Regions from separate parts of the Anser cygnoides genome. Here region 2 is linked to region 1. The links are chromatin contacts, called in public Hi-C maps. All regions are on one chromosome and are shown on one strand. The core of a region is the stretch at or near the end of the contact, and the rest is flanking DNA. Distances in the headings are between cores, read along the strand shown.

What was found. A called contact is a pair of places that touch in the nucleus more often than the background predicts.
Region 2: a contact with region 1 is called in a Hi-C map of liver, with 3 times the contacts expected there. The contact joins the promoter of MTHFD2L here to the promoter of ANKRD17 in region 1. A contact is called at or near these places in 4 of 7 Hi-C or Micro-C datasets (fetal liver, granulosa cells and liver).

The regions. Positions count from the first base shown.
Region 1 is chr4:30,383,469-30,386,668 of Taihu_goose_T2T_genome, forward strand. ANKRD17 (ankyrin repeat domain 17) reads right to left here and starts at 1,627. Exons shown (of 33, transcript XM_048074405.2): 1 at 1,001-1,627. The coding sequence starts at 1,318. LOC136790676 (a long non-coding RNA gene) reads left to right here and starts at 1,755. Exons shown (of 3, transcript XR_010831067.1): 1 at 1,755-2,369.
Region 2 is chr4:30,587,699-30,590,898 of Taihu_goose_T2T_genome, forward strand. It overlaps MTHFD2L (methylenetetrahydrofolate dehydrogenase (NADP+ dependent) 2 like), which reads left to right and starts at 1,578. Exons shown (of 7, transcript XM_048074469.2): 1 at 1,578-1,854. The coding sequence starts at 1,730.

The DNA.
Region 1 (3,200 bases), core at 377-2,876:
AATTTATCTCACAACAACTAGATATGAAGTTCCTTGTATCTACTTCTGTAGGGAAAAAAAATGCAGAGTGCTTCTTTACCCTGGAAAAACCGACCATAGTAACAGCCAAGCCCTTCCTGAACTGTATGAGATTCTTCCTCCTTGCTCATTTTTCATTTCTAACCCAAAAGTAGAACATGCCACTAAACATCAAAAGTACTTGGAAATAAAGTTCAAAAAAAAGCTTAAAAACTTGGAGTGGACTGCTCTGAGGATGCTGTTCAGTCAAAGCAGAAGTGACTGTTCTGTGAAACGTTACGGAATTAAAGCTACTCGGCAAACCAACTCAGCATGGCTATTTATGCAAATAGGAAAGGTGCTTCAAATCTTGATTTGCCTTTTCCAGTGATACCAACCTGAAAAAAAACAACATGAAATGACACCAAGTTGACCATCCTTTCTCGTGCTTCTTTCAGCACTGTATTTGTTCCTTCTGACCCAAACCATTCTTTGATTCTGTGGTATATAAATGATGGCTGCTGACAGCTTCAGAGAGTTGTTTGGACATGAGCAGAATGCCCAGCGATCTCGGGAAGCCTTTGCTCTAGCTGCAAATCCACCTGCTTTTATTGAAAATGAGCTGTTTACCTGATACGGAGCGGGGACTGCTTCCTAGCCACACACCCAACTCAGGCTTATCCCCCCGCTCCGGGCTGCGATCCGGATTGCCCCTTGGCACGTGTAGACACAAGCCACCCCTTCACACGTGCCCACGGAGCCACACGAGGGCGGGGGCCGCCTCCTGAGCCCCGGGGCCACCTCGTGAGCCCCGGGGCACCCCAGGGAAGAGGGTCGGGAAGCGAGGGGCGGCCCCAGCTCCCCGCCGTGCCCCGGTGCCGGCCGCCCCGCCCCGCCACGAGGCGGCCCGGTGCTGCCCCCTTCCTCCCCGAGAGGAGGAATTATGAAATTATGAAACCCAGGCAGCGAGGCAACCCCCACACCTAGCCCTTTGGGGCCGTACCTCGGAGACCTCCTCTTCTTCCTCCTCCTCCTCCTCCTCCTCCTCGTCCTCCTCCTCCTCGCTACCGTTGTTGCTGCTCTCGCTGCCCCCGCCGCCGCTCTCGCTGCTGCTGGCCGCCCGGCCGGGCCTCCCGCTGCGCTTCGCCTTCCCCTTCTTCTTCAGCAGCAGGTCGCACACCCGCACCAGCCCCCGCGGCCCCACCGCCCCGGCTGGGCACGACGAACCGGCTCCGTTTCCTCCGCTACCCCCCTCCGGTGGCCCCGGCCCCGCCGTGGCGCTCCCGGCCTCGCCGTCGCCTCCCTCCGCCGCCTTCTCCATGGCCGCTCCGCCCCGCTGAGGGACGAGGAAGAGGAGGAGGAGGAAGAAGCGGGGCGGGGGGGGGCAGCACCCGGGGCCGCCGCCGCCGCTCCTCGGTCACCTCTAGCGCCGGCGCCGCGGCACCTCTCGCGATACTTGTGCCCCGCCGCGGGAGCGCCGGCGGAGCGGCAACGGCCGCCGCGCGCGCTGCAACGGCCGCCGCCGCGCGCGCGCTCCCGTTCCTCGCTCCCGCTCCTCCCTCCCCCCCGCCCGCCCCTCAGCGCCTTCCTCTTCCTCCTCTTCCTCCTCCTCAGCTCCCTCCCGGCGGGGCCCCCCTCCCGTGCGTGCCTCGGTCACCGCCCCGGCGCCGGAAGAGCGCGGCACGTCATCACCCGCCGCGGCGGCGCCGTTGCGGCCGTTCCTCCTCAGCCCCCCCTAGCTCCGCCCCTCCCGAGGTCTGTCAGAGCGGGCGCGAGCCCTAACCACCAGCCTTTTGCTCGTTCCTGTCCCCGTCCCTGTTCCCCCAGACACGCAACACTGTGTCAAACTACACGTCTTTTTTAACTCTAAGTCAAAACTACGTCAAACTACGACCCGTGATCTGTAAAATAGTGTCTGTTAGCTGATTTTTTCTGAGGCTATCCCCTCAGTTCTGTGGTAGAAAACGTTGGTAGGGCGTCGTTGCCAACAAATAGCACCGCATACTTCAGTTCTGTCCTTTAATTTTGTCACCACACACTGCAATCCTGTCCTTTTAACTCTTGTCACGGTATCCTGTTTCCTCCCTAAGGCCCCCCCGCCCCGGACTTGGACTTGGGACATCCATACTCAAATGTTTTTGTTTGGTTTGGTTTGGTTTTCTGTGGAAAAATATCACTTCCACTGAGCGCAGTGCAGGTTCATTCTTTTGTTAACAAAACTCTTCTGGCACTGAAATACAGGCCACTGATGCAAGCTCACTAAAAGAATGGGAACTTTTTTATTCAAGATGATGGAAATCACCAAGGAAAATATTTTTTTTTCACCTCAGAAACACCTGAGTGTACAGATTGATAACAGCCGTGATGCACAGGTATGCTAGTGATGTTTTGGATGTAATGTTTCAAGCTAATAGGGTCTATTCCACTCACATTTTACAGGAATGCAAAGAAGTTACACTTGATTTCTTAATTGTCGTCTTATTTGGATAATATTAAAAAGAAACGTCTGTGTCTGCAGCACCTCTAAAATGAACATTTGCTTTTAAAAAAACTTCTCAAAGAACTAATTTTTATCATGAAAGCAAGTCCGCAGAGTTTCCCTCTAGGTCACAGCCCACCAAAACCTATTCTCTTAAGAAAAGGACTGCAGCAGTGGTAACAGCCCCACTATTAAGTTACAGCATAATTTGCGAGTCACCTGGCTCTGACTGTAGCTCTTAACCTCATCCTCAGGTAGAAGACCTAAAGTGAAAGTACCTTTATACATACCTCTGCAGATGGCAGTTTGATGCGATCCTGGAGGAATAAACTGGATGTTCTAGCCACCTCACTACTACTTCCTGGTATGACTACACAAAAATCACAAAACCAAAACAGCGCAAGATACAGATCTATCAGAATAATGGTTTTGTCTTCTTGTGTCAAACGCATGGATTTTTACTGCTGCATAGTGAAATACAAGCACAAGTCAAGCATTAAGTTTTGTTGTTATCAAAACAAACAAAAAAAATGAAGAGAATACAGGTAAATTCAGCCCTTCCACCTGAGGTTAATGGTTTACATGTGAAAAAGGCATCACGTTTTTTTTTAAGTGAGAAGCCTGGAAAAGTGACCTGGTCTCTATAGTTTGATCCAAGGAGTGACTGACTTCTTTAACAGAAAATTTAAGACAAAACACATCTTAAATCTCTTTGACTGCCTCA
Region 2 (3,200 bases), core at 328-2,827, 200 kb after region 1:
AAAAAAAGAAGAAAAAAAAAAGTGAGTGGACAACGTTCTTCTTCCTTGACAAAAGGAAACTTTTGACAGAATTCTCTTCTCTGTAATACCAATTTTTAGTACTAATGTGTTATTTTTTTCTTCAGTTCCCTGTCATGTTCTCTGTTATCCTCTTTAACTTTTCTTTCTTTTAATATATTACCTCCTCTTTATATATATACGTACATATATATATATCTTTCAAGTAACCTACTTCATTTTCAGGATTACCTGAAAGGAAATAAAAGGAAATACATTTTTTCCTTTCCCAGCAGCACATAAGCATCAGTATTTTGCTTTAGAATCTAATCTAATTATGTCTTAAAGATTTGGTATCTGTTTAGGACCATAAATTTTCATGAGAATTCTTATATCCTCACATGTTAAGTTCTCTCCAAACAGGGTAGTGACAAAAAATAATCATGGAAATAAGAGACAGTGTTTATAACTGTGTCAATGAATCTCAGATAAGTGTGCTTTTCAAGAAAGCTTTACAATTACTGTAGTACATACATGCTAGATGGTGTTACTACTGTATATAAAATAAGAGATGGCAAGCTAGAGGGGAAGATCTAAATAATATACACAAGGCTGGAAGTGAACAACATTCTAGGATGATACCTCATTAAAAAACAGTACATACATCTTCTGTGTAAGCACCTAAGCCATGGCCCTTACGTGAACATCTAAGTGATCAAAAAATTTGCCAGTGCTATAGCAGAGACTGCCATACTAATCTATTGTATCATTTGCAAAGCATTCCCCAGTTTCATAAAGGAATTTGCCAACTCTCAGGTAGGCTCAGTATTGCAGGTAAGATTGCTGTTACTATTTTGGCATGCTTTGTGTACACTATTTCAGATCTTGCTTAGTTCTCTTCTGGATGTCGTGAAAAATCTGCAATAAAATATGACAGAAAGCACTAATATATGAATCGCAAGGAAGTCCATGAGACTTCCACTGGGAAAACAAGAGGACGTACCTGAGAATTATGCGGGGCATCATACTGCAACTGCCTGAAGTGAGGCTATAGTGAGGTTCGTGTCAGCCTCTTTTCTCAGGTGACAAGTGATAGCATGCAAGAATGCAGCCTCAAATTGTGCCAGGGGAGGTTTAGATTGGATATTAGGAAGAATTTCTTCACAGATAGGCTGACTGGGCCTTGGAAGGGGCAGCCCAGGGAAGTGGTGGCATCGCCATCCCCAGATGTACTCAAGAAACGTGTCAATGTGGTGCTTGGGGACATGGTTCTATGATTCTATGGTTTAGTGGTGGACTTGGCAGTGTTAGGTGGATGGTTGGGCTCGATGACCTTAAGGGTTTTTTCCACACTAAACATTTCTGCGATCCTGTGCTTGCCTGAGCAGCTCCGACTCGCGGCCGGGCTTGCCGCGCCACCTTTTGGCGGGAACAGCAGCTCACAGGATCCAAGCAGGGCAAAACCCAGAGGCGTCACCCGCCCTTCGCAACTTCTCTTGAGGAGCTTTCCACCTCAAACCCCTCAGCCCAGCAAGGTGGCATCTTCACCAGAGGCTCAACCTCTCCGTTTTTTAATTTTCCCGGGCTGCCGCCTCGCCTCGCCCCTCAGCCTCGCTGCCCCAGTCAGAGCCATCGGCGCCTCCTCCGAGCCCGCCCCCGGCCCCGCTACTTGCCCCGTGCTCCTCCCTTCGCCGCCGGGCTGCGGCTGCGCTTCGTGGTCGGCGGGAGGGAAATGGCGGCCGCCGCCTTCTCCTCCTCCGCCGCGCTGCGCCCGTGCTTGGCTCCCCTGAGGAGATGGCGAGCCCTGTCCTGCCCGGCGCCCCGCAGCGCCAGCGGCTCCCCCCGCAGCGCCGCCAGGTACGGCGCGCCTTCGCCTTCCACGTCCCCGCCGTGGGGTGGGGGTTACACAAAATGCCCCCCCCCCCCCCCCCCCCAAAACGCGGGGCGGTGGCCGGCTGCTCCCCGGGGGGTCCAGGCGGTGACCTGGGCGGGAGAGCCCTTGCAGCTCGGCCTTCCTTCCCCCTGCTGGCAGAAATCGGGCTTTTCAGGATTATTTTGTTCCTGGGACCTCCAGTTGTGTCTCGATTGTTTTACGCAGAATTACCTTGTACTAATTTTTTGGCGTCTGTCAGGTTGTATAACAATATTTTAATGGATCCTGGAGGATTTCTCTCTGAAGGGACGTGTGGTAGTGGGGGTCCATCTTTTTGCATCTCTGCCCTCAGAAGGACAGGCAGTGTGGTGCCATGGTGCTGCTCTCTTCTGGATGAGTATGAAGAAAAAAATGGGGGAAAAAATAAGTGGTGTCTGTGTATCTCATATAGCACTGCAGTGTTTGCTGAAAGCTTTGTAGCCTCTGTTTTCAAATATGAAAAGCTTGGTAAGCAATACTGTGACAGCCGCATTAAGTGTCTTCACCTTCTAGGCATTGTGTATGTTTTGTTGGTGCATGTGATTCTGCTGTTTTTCTGCACAAATGTCTGTGTTTCTGGAACAATGTATGCCCACTTTTGTTCTTTGCTGGCAGTAACTGTTTTTTCAATTTCAGGTAAAAGTAGATGCTCTTACGATAACGCTTTTACTGAGGTTTTTGTTGGGAAATACAGTGTATATGTAGAGTTGAGAACCTGTTGTGAAGCCTCATATGATTTTGGACTTGTGGTGTGTATGTGGATCTAAAAGAGTAGCTGGCATCTTGGTGTAACATTTTGCAAGTCACAAGAAAGATTCAGTATGTGAATTGTAACTTCACACAGGCTTCAGAGTAAGAGCATCCACGAGCAGGTGGGATGATAGCGGGGCAGGGAGCACAGGCGTACTTGCTCACTGACATCCCACCCTGTCAAGTTTTCCATGTGGATATATTTAAAACAATAATTCAGTTGTTTTGAGTGCTTTGGCTAATTTGCTGCAGTGTATAACCTTTCTGTATACCTGATGCCTTTGGTGTGATTCTCAAGTAATATTTCCATCAAAGGAGTTAACCTAGGTTCTCAATCTGCAGAGCATCAACATGTTACAGTATTTGCTATTTTTCTATTTGACAGCCCTGAGCATTTTTCCTTGAGCAGATGTATATACTGTCTTATTAATGTGGAAATAGGTGCAGTGTTTTCGTTTTAATCTGTTTTTCTCCCTGTCTCTAAGACTAGCAGAGGAAAGAATTTTTTTCAGAACTCACCACTGTATTTTTTCCGTATGTT